2 separate regions of the Zea mays genome follow, and region 1 is linked to region 2. The links are chromatin contacts, called in public Hi-C maps. All regions are on one chromosome and are shown on one strand. Each heading gives the region's core, a stretch centred on a gene start, on an enhancer-like site or on the middle of the called end of the contact. The rest is flanking DNA. Distances are from core to core; before and after follow the strand shown.

What was found. A called contact is a pair of places that touch in the nucleus more often than the background predicts.
Region 1: a contact with region 2 is called in a Hi-C map of leaf, with 5 times the contacts expected there. The contact joins the promoter of LOC103644179 here to the promoter of LOC100191314 in region 2. A contact is called at or near these places in 6 of 25 Hi-C or Micro-C datasets (ear, endosperm, leaf and 2 more).

Annotation. Positions count from the first base shown.
Region 1 is chr1:294,841,579-294,846,693 of Zm-B73-REFERENCE-NAM-5.0, reverse strand. LOC103644179 (putative RING zinc finger domain superfamily protein) reads left to right here and starts at 1,967. Exons shown (of 3, transcript XM_008667372.4): 1 at 1,967-2,459; 2 at 3,400-4,187; 3 at 4,270-4,603. The coding sequence starts at 2,001. The coding sequence ends at 4,411. LOC109943811 reads left to right here and starts at 580. Exons shown (of 3, transcript XM_020547314.1): 1 at 580-625; 2 at 1,016-1,219; 3 at 1,299-1,363. The coding sequence starts at 580. The coding sequence ends at 1,363.
Region 2 is chr1:294,628,169-294,633,236 of Zm-B73-REFERENCE-NAM-5.0, reverse strand. LOC100191314 (60S ribosomal protein L4-like) reads left to right here and starts at 2,787. Exons shown (of 2, transcript NM_001136748.1): 1 at 2,787-3,942; 2 at 4,930-5,068. The coding sequence starts at 2,842. The coding sequence ends at 5,043. It overlaps LOC103644176 (a long non-coding RNA gene), which reads left to right and starts at 693. Exons shown (of 3, transcript XR_002266894.3): 1 at 693-1,159; 2 at 1,265-1,357; 3 at 1,613-2,265.

The DNA.
Region 1 (5,115 bases), core at 718-3,217, 210 kb before region 2:
GATCCTGGGCTTAGAAAACCAATTGATGAATACGATGTTAACATTAGAGATGCTGTTAGAAGAGAGTATTTGTTACAGGGTCCATGTCAACCAATTGGCCATATATATCAGTTGGCCCAAGAACATCATGACAACCTTGTGCATAGTTTGGAAATGGGTGAAATTTTTCCGGGAAGAGGGAAAAACCAAGCAACTAATCTTGCAAGGCCCGGGGACACTCGGTGGGGATCACACCACAAAACATTGTGTCGTCTTCATTATATGTGGAAAGCAGTCTTAGAGGTATTAGAGAATATATGTCAAGATGGTTCTAGTTCTCAAAGAACTACTGCATCTGGTTTGCTAAAACAAATGGAGACTTTTGAGTTTGTGCTTATTATGCATTTTGTTATCAAATTATTGGGTAAGACTAATGATTTATCCCAATGCTTGCAAAAGAAAGATCAAAATATTGTTCGTGCCATATGACTGATTGGTGCCACATTGCAACAAATTGATGAAATTAGACAACATGGATGGGAAGATCTCTTTGAGGATACTAAATCATTTTGTATTCAATATAATATCATTGTGCCAAACATGTTGGATACAATCACTGCTAGAGGTTGCTCAAGAGGTCGTGGAGGTCAGTTGATAACTTACCATCATCACTTGAAACATGAAATATTTAATGTGGTGCTTGACCAACTTATTGTGGAGTTGAACAACCGTTTTGGTGAAAGATCTACCCAATTATTGAGATACATTGCCTGCCTTGATCCAAGAAATTCTTTTGCCAATTTTGATGGAGATAAGTTAATTGAGCTTGCTAAATTGTATGATGCAGACTTCTCTACATATGATTGCATAGTTTTGAAAGACCAACTTGAGATATTCATTATTGATATGAGAGCTGATCCAGATATTCTAAGTTGTAATGACCTAGGCGATCTTGCTGTGAGAATGGTTCAGAGTGACAGGCATGTTGTCTTTCCATTTGTATATCGTCTCATTGAGTTAGCTTTGATTTTACCAGTGGCAACAACATCTGTGGAGAGAGCTTTCTCATCTATGAATATCATTAAAACTGAGTTGCGGAATAAGACAGGAGACGAATGGCTTAACCATCGTATGGTGTGTTATATTGAGAGGGATATATTTACAAGCATTGATGATGCAAAGATATTGGATTATTTTCAAGGCATGAGAACCCGCAGGGTGAATCTACCTCGTACTAGTGGTATGTACCAATTACTAATATTATTAAATTTATTTAACATTACCTTTCAAGCCACATTTTTAATATGATTTGCTTCGAGGTTCTGGAGCAAGAAGCACTGATGTTGATGTTGACATGATATATTTGGAAGGAGCTACGTCATAACTTGTATGTCATCTTTAACATATATGACAATGTTGTTTCGCCGTACAATTTTTTTATATGCTACTATTAAAGTTTATGGTCGCTTCGGCCCGGGTCTTAGCTAATTTCTGGATCCGCCACCGGTACCTGTAGGCCTCCGTACCACCAGCAGTGAGCGAGCCTCCAAATCTTCGACGACAAGCACCTTGATGCTCAACTTCCACGGCATTGGTGGGAGAATCTATCTCCTCACCATGGCCGCCGGTGACCATCGTGGACAAGGCTGAGCAAAACATAGAGGAGTTGGCTCCCCAGCGACCCGTGGTGCTCAAGCCTGGCAAAGCGGCCCGGACGACGATGCCAGCGTGCACAGTCCCGGCTCGCGCGTGGCTGCTGCTCGTGGACGACGCTAGCGAGCTGCTGCTCGTGGGCCGTGGCGTCGTGCCTGCAGGCACAGCCACCGAGCGCCAAGCGCCGATGCGTTCTGCTCGTGGCCATTCCAATTTCCAAGCCCGCTTGGATAAAAAAAAAGGTGCCCTGAATCTGCTTCGTCACTGTACCGTACCGTACGTACCAGTGATTGTATTGAGCCGGCCCGGCCCGGCCCAGTGCAGCGGTGAGATACGATGAAATAAAAACTTCGCATCCATCTATCTCCATGCGGTGCCCAACCCCAACTGGGTTTTCCATCATGGCCGCCACCGGCGACCAACTCGCCGCGGTGCGCGTACGCGGCCGAGCCTCCGTCCGCGTCAACCCCTCCTTTTTCTCTCCCAATACCGCCTCATCCACCTCATCTCCCTCTTCGGCGCATCCAATGTTCGGCGTCTTCTGTAAGGGACAGCAAATGTTGATCGCCGACGAGATGGTAGGCCTTGCCGACGGAGACCCCGGAACGCCGGTGCTAGCGGTGGCCGTGTGCGGGCCGCAGGGAGATGTTGTGGTCGGGGGGCACAAACCCGCGTCAGGATTTGTGAGCGGGCACGACGGCGGCGGCGGCGATGTCGGACAGGTGCTGCTGGAGGCGATGGCGCTCGTGGAGGGCCTCCGTACCGCGATCAGGATGGGCATCACCAGCGTCAAGGCCTTCACCGATCACAGGCTGCTGTACAACTGTGTACGTCACTGTTTGTTTTAAACGAAATGCAGGATCGATCGAAGATCACTGCGCACTTGTAGAGAGCCTGATATTGATCGTATTTTATTTTGTTTTCGTACTTGTAGGGGTGTGATATTGATCATATTTATCTGTTTCCTTCATTTGGTTGCAGTATGTTTAAATTCGTTGCTTTTATTATTGGAACCTCCGGTGAAATTTTATTATCTACGCAACGTATCTGGTGCATATGCATGTGATACACATGTTAAATCAAAATCATCTATATTAGATCTAACGGCTTATTCAAGAAAAAAAAAGTTCACATACGTATCAGGGCAGGAAGAGAGGTTGCGGGAGGATTTTTTTCTCCAAAACCGAAGCTGTTTGTTGGATCTGATCCGATGGACATGATTTAATATGTGCACCAAATATATTGCCTCAGTGATATAGACTGATTAATACATCACTAGATATGTATCAGTGCATTGACACTGGATGGGAGAATATGGGGAGCGGCGGCTAGGCTGTAAATATAATTATTGTTTATTTTAAACATTGAAGTACATATAGTCTGGTGGTTAGCCACAAATTTCTAGAGCAGAGAGGTGTGAGTTCGAGTGCTTGTTTTGCACTATTTTTGCATGTGCTGGGCGTGGGAAGTGAAGCCATAGTTGGTAGTAGGACAGGTGACCACATTAGATTCTTAATATGTTAGATTCACATGCTAAGTTCAGTGCTGGTCTTTCATCTGTATCCTCCTGTGCACAGATCATGCTCTTTCTTGTTTAGATAAAATAATCTGAGTATATGTAATGATGTAAACTCCAGGGCTGAAATGCTTGAACTAATATTTCATTCTGTAACATAAGACTGATAATAGGTACTATCTCGTATATAGAAAGATACACTGCACGTTCTTCCAAACATCCCTAATTAACGCCGTGTTTTATACTCGCAGATGGTTGGGCTTTCTCGTCCAGCAGGTGACGAGCAGCTTGCAGATATGATCAGCCAGGCTCTGTCAGCACAAAAGCAATTCGAGCGATGCGAGATATCACTTGCTGAGCAAGGCCAAGTCGGCAACGCTGTGAAGCTAGCAAAGGAGGTGGAACTGGAGGCGGAGATCGGCAGGTACCTCTCCACAACAAAGGAGAGAACGGAGACATGCAGGATCTGCCTGGAGGACGTGGACAGCAGGAAGATGCACGCGGTGGAAGGCTGCGCGCACCGCTTTTGCCTCGTCTGCATGAAGACGCACATGAAAATGAGGCTACTCGGCGGGCTGGCCCCGCGCTGCCCGCAGCCTGGTTGCGCGACCAAGCTCGGCGCGGAGGGCGCAGCAGCGTTGCTGTCGCCACGGCTTGTGGGGATGATGGCGCAGCGGCGGCTGAAGGAGGAGGAGGAGGAGGAGCAGATGAGTATCCACCCGAGCCTGAGGGTGTACTGCCCGTACCCGAGGTGCTCGGCGCTGATGCCCCTGAGCGAGGTGCTGCGAGGGTCGCTGAGCCCAGAGTACCCTGCGACGTTCAGGGAGTGCGCGGAGTGCGGAGGGCCCATGTGCGTGGAGTGCAAGGTGCCGTGGCACGGGCCGTTGAGCTGCCCCGAGTACCGGAGGCGGTACCCCCACGGTGGCGGCCCTGAGGACGTGGCGCTCCAGAAGCTTGCGAGGCAGCGGCTGTGGCAGCGGTGCGAGAGCTGCCACCACATGATTGAGCTCGCCGTGGGTTGCGCCCACATTATCTGCGTGTAAGTTAAGTTAATAAGCACGTCGCCTTCTGGTGACTCTGATCTTTTTTGTTGTAATAACCGTGAAAGAGTTTGGTTGCAGGTGCGGTAGTCATCTGTGCTACAGATGTGGGAAGGCACTAGCGGATGATGGAAGGTGCGGCTGCAGCGGATTGGCAGATGGCAGGAGACCATGGTATTTCCGGCTGCCAGCATGCTGGGGAGGCAGAGGCACGCGTCGTTAGCTAGCTTTGCTTGGACTGGATTAGTTTATTTATTTATTTATTTCGTGCTATTCTCAGAGTAGCTAGGTTCAGGATTATTCAGTTAGGGCATGGGAGATAAATAAACAATTGCTGAAAATAACAGCTTTATGGTGCTCTCAAAAGAGTTGGTCGTTGGGCTGCTAAAACCTAGCCGATCGAGCTTGGCAGGAATGACTTGTTCCATATATAATACAGCATCGATTTTGCGTTGCTTGCTCCAAAAGATCGATCTGGCGTGGACTGGGAATGTGTGGAATCATTATTAAGATGACAGCTGATGTTTAGAGAACCAAATTGAAGTTACTGTACCCAAGTCCTAAAGTCGCTACTGCTGCTTGGAGTATGTACGTTTACATGACACTAACGACGAAGGGGGCACACGGTGACGCGCCGGAAGAGTCGAGTCCGAACCTCCTGTACTAGTCCTGCAAGTTGGGCTCAGCCGTGCTGACCCGGCACGGGCCCATCGTGCTTCGAGTTTAAATACTTAGGACCGGGCTAGCACGAATTTTATTCGGGCCAGACTAAATCGTGCTCAGGTTCTATAATGTAAGCTCAGCACAGCCCTAAAGCATGGCGGGCTTGTATCAGGCCGTGTTGGCCCAGACCCGACCCGTAAGAGTGCTTCAGGTGACTAAGTCATATACAGAAACAAGTCCAAACCCCTCTTAGCAACATAAACA
Region 2 (5,068 bases), core at 1,538-4,037:
ATCCTCTTTTTCTACAAGTCTTGCTGATTATCTAAACTTGGTCTTCTGATTCAATCTTTTGATCATACAACCATATACTTAGCAAACCAATTACTCCATAAGGTTGTAATGATCATCAAACACCAAAAAATATACGAATAACTTTTAGATCAATTTCTCTTTCGACTATGATAAACATTCACTAATTATGAATTAATTAGGTTTAATAAATTTATATTGTCATTTAGTCTTTATCCGTGTAATTAGTTTTGTAATTAGACTATATTTAATACTCGTAATTAGCATTTAAACGTTGAATATGACACATGCTAAACTTTAGTTAGAAAACAACGTCCCCTAAGCCCTACCACAACAGGAAGGCCACCCACCCGCCGTCGTCCTAATAATCACCGGCGTCATCATACTTTGCGCCATTACCGTGGCAACCGTATGTAAAGCTTTGTCGGGCAGGTACCCGAAGAGGATGCGGGCGTGGGATTTACATGATGAGGTGCCACAGGTACAGAGCGACTGCTTATCCCTGAGCAGAGCAGACCCGAGTAAGGCCAACCAACCAAATTGTTTAATTGTCTATCTACTGAAGGAAGGAGAAAAAAAAGAGGTAACTGGAAACTGTCAGTCTCGGCATTGCATAATCGCATTCCCAGGTTCCTTCCTTTCGATTCCGTAAGCTATTGTATAGGACGATGGTAGGGTAGGCAGCTTCTCCCATCTCTAGATCTCGGGTTCCCACTCCTCGCAGCTGCGTCGCTTCCGCCGCAGCCTCGATGCCACCACCCCTCTCCCTATTTCGCATCCACTAGGTCTCGCCGTCGTAGCCGCCTACCCTAGCAGCAAAGTCCGTGGAGCCAACGACGGTGAGGCAGCCACGTCGGTGTCGTGGTCGTCAACGTCCTCCTCTACCCGGCTCGATCCCTTCCCCTTCCACCTTTGCCTGCCCAAGCCTGGTCGAATTCACTACTGAAGCTGGAGCGCAACCTCTGGATCCTCAGCCCCTGGATCTTGCTCTCACCACACCACCCCTGTGCCCCAACAATGGTGGCTCGCACACATTCTCAGATGCATTTTGGAAAGCAGGTGTCTTTCCAAATTTCCTAAAAATTTGCGTCACGGTGTCAAAAAAAATTCAGAACATCCTAACAAGCTGCAGCCGGAAAGGGTAAAGGATTCAATATTCTTTTGTTGTTCACACCTCTTTGTGGTTCATTCCTAGAGTTTATTTGGTTTAACACAGTGGTGAGTCATACACTGTAATGCTGTGCAGGTAGATAAGTTTGGTCTTGATGCTTTAAACGAGAATGTTGAAGGTTAAATGCATAATCCTGATCAAGAGCATAATCATGAGCAGTGAATCATGGTATGTGCTAATTGCTAAGCATATAAAGAAATCAAAACTTTTAGGGAAACCCCCTCTTTCTTTTAATAAAAAACGTGTTGCAATCCAAAACAATGTGTGGTACCACCCAAATCTTTCCAAATTGTGAAAAATGGATTGCATCAATTAATCTGAGTTTTACTATATTGTGCTCTCACTAAGCGAGCATATTTGTTGAACTTATATTATGTAGTACCTCACCTACTCTAATTATGTGGTGACTTGTTTCACTTGCAGCTCAGTTAAGAAGGTTACTGATTTCTAGGGCTACACTTATGTTTCATTAACGACAAAAAATGTTGTTGATTTCATAAGCAGCATCAGAAAGAACCATGTTGTCATTATTTCAAGTTTAGATTCTGCAAAGAGGAGGGTAATTGATGCATCCAGGTAACTGAAATTCTAGCTTCAGCAATCTCATTGTTGCTTGAATATTTAGGCGCTTTTACAATTTCTCGCCTGCATCAATTAATCTATGAGCCTTATCTTTACGTTTCACCAGAAGCTGGTAAAAAGGATGCTGAGTTAACATCTGGACATAGTCTGATAAGGATGTCACTGTTCTTTCAATGTTGATGTAATGAAAATCCTTTGATGATATAGATGTGTATTATCTTTTGGAGCTGTACTAAAGTCTATCGGACTACGTTGTTTTATTAAAACTAAATCTGGACATAGCCATATGAGCTGCTGCCCTGTTTGGTGTTGCCAACACTACATGTCGTGTTGAATTTGTTTAGTACTCGAGACAAGTCTATCGTTTTTATTTGTTAAAGCCTATTGGTATATAATCATTGTGACTTTCTTTGTCTAATTTTGGTGCCACATTAAACTATTTATCCTATATGGTGTAACATATGGTTTAATTTATTCCTCTGCGTGCATGAGGTGTCCAGCGCCCGATAGGGCGCTTCCTTTTCTAGTTGGATGTATGAGCTGAGCTAGGCTCTCAAGCCGCTTTTACACGCGCTCAATCAGGCTCCACACACCGTCCAAACATCCAAACGATCACTGTCTCCTCCACACGGTGGGATAAATCCAGGCCTCATGCAGCCATCCAAACAGCCCACATATGACTGTGGATTTAGTGGCACAAGACGTTGTGGAGTTAAATCACAAAAAACCTAATAAATTCGTGATAAAAAATTGGCTATTGTAATAATTCTTTTTTTAAGAATTGCAAGTGACCGTGATGAAAAGTCAGCTATTGAAGTACTTTAAGAATTAAAATACGTCTCGCTGTTGATCTTAATATTGTCTACCACTCAATGCATAATGCTGTTAAATTCTAAAATAGACCTTAGCCCAATCTAAATCAACGTTCCAGATCTCACCTCCCAAACCCTAGACCTCACACCCAAGCTCTGAGATATAAAGGTCGATCACTCCCTTCCCGCTTCCACCTTTGCCGCCCCGCAGGCCGCATCCGAAGCCACCGAGCCGCTACCCGTCGCCGCCGCCGCGAAATGGCCGCCGGCGCGCGCCCCCTGGTCTCCGTGAGGGCCCTGGAGGGCGACATGGCCACGGACTCCGTCGGTGTCCCGCTTCCGGACGTCCTCCGCGCGCCGATCCGCCCAGACATCGTCCGCTTCGTCCACAAGCTCCTGTCCTGCAACAGCCGGCAGCCGTACGCGGTGTCGCGTCGCGCTGGCCACCAGACCTCCGCGGAGTCCTGGGGCACGGGGCGTGCGGTGTCCCGTATCCCCCGCGTTCCTGGCGGTGGTACCCACCGCGCCGGCCAGGGAGCCTTCGGCAACATGTGCCGTGGCGGACGCATGTTTGCGCCCACCAAGATCTGGCGCCGCTGGCACCGCCGCGTCAACATTCACCTCCGCCGTGTGGCCATCGCCTCCGCCCTCGCTGCCACCGCCGTCCCGTCCCTCGTCCTCGCCCGCGGCCACCGCGTGGAGTATGTCCCCGAGCTTCCGCTCGTCGTTTCCGACTCCGCCGAGTCCATTGAGAAGACAGCTCAGGCCATCAAGGTCCTCAAGCAGCTCGGTGCCTCCGCTGATGCTGATAAGGCCAAGGATTCCGTTAGCATCCGCCCCGGCAAGGGGAAGATGCGCAACCGCCGCTACATCAACCGCAAGGGACCCCTCATTGTCTACGGCGCTGAGGGCTCTAAGATCGTCAAGGCCTTCCGCAACCTCCCTGGCGTTGATGTTGCCAATGTCGAGCGCCTGAACCTGCTCGACCTCGCCCCTGGTGGCCACCTTGGTCGGTTCGTCATCTGGACCGAGTGCGCATTCAAGAAGCTGGATGAGGTGTACGGTACCTTCGACACGCCATCGGCGAAGAAGAAGGGTTTCTTGCTCCCGAGGCCCAAGATGGCAAACGCTGATCTGTCAAGGCTCATCAACTCTGACGAGGTGCAATCTGTGGTGAAGCCCATCAACAAGGAGGTGAAGCGTAGGGAGCCTAGGAAGAACCCGCTGAAGAATATGGCTGCAGTGCTCAAGCTGAACCCGTACCTCGGTACTGCACGAAAGATGGCAGCCCTAGCAGAGGCAGCGCGTGTCAAGGCCAGGAAGCAGAAGCTTGACTCCAAGAGGACCAAGCTCAGCCCAGTATGATAATCTTCTCTTCCTTTTACACTTTATACATATGTATATAGATTCTTACCTGTTCATAGTAGTCTACATTAATTGTTCATTCTTTAGCATTGTATATTTACTGCTTCAGTACTGTACCAATTTTCGCCATTGATTGTGTATTTCAACATTTTATATGCAGCTTAATAGTCTAGCGTATGTTATATTAATTCAATTGGGTTGTATCGTGTCATAGCTTAGTCGATTGTTGACAATGGTACTATTCGGTCTTAGTTTCTAGATAGCGTTGATATGATTAGCTAACACGCATGTCACTGAACCTTTTTTGAGGAACTGTTAACATCAATGCTGCTGCATTTTTAGTGTGCCATTCAACTAATGAGTTAGCCCTGTTTCACAATGCCTGGGACTTTGCTAGTTTAACTAGTGAATTAGTTGTTTGCTCTAGTTTGTGGTGAATCACGTATTCCTTCTATCTGGAACTCACGAAGCTACTGCTTCTCTTACTTTAATAAATTAAATCCATGAAATATGCATTGGCAGTAAATTTATTTGGAACTGTAGATTTTAAGATGTTGAACTTAGGACAAAATAAAGCAACCTACAGTTTGGACCAGAGGGAATACCCTTTCCTTGACTGCAGCTCGTTATTTTTGCCACAGATTTATCTTCAATATATGAACTGGATGACACATGATTGTTTCGCCTTTTGCTGATGTCTTGATCCTAGACATTCACTCTGTTGTCAGTTATTTTTCATGTGTATTGCTGTTCCCATTGGGTAGGTAGATTGCTGGTGTTAGATGAACTGTGCATTGCATTTCACCACAATATTGATTACTAATGTTCTCTTTCTAGTCAATCTGGCTGCACATAACCTATATATATGTGCATAGAAATTTTTTGTACCTATTAAAGCCAAAACGACCTCAAATTTAGAATAGAGGGAGTCTCTCATAATAGTGAAGTGATATGCTGATTCTGTCTTGTAATTCTTTACAGGAGGAGACTTCTAAGGTCAAGGCTGCTGGAAAGGCGTGGTACAAGACCATGATCTCAGACAGCGACTACACAGAGTTTGAGAACTTCACCAAGTGGCTTGGTGTCACACAGTGATTGTCTGGTGGTAGTTTGTCATGTC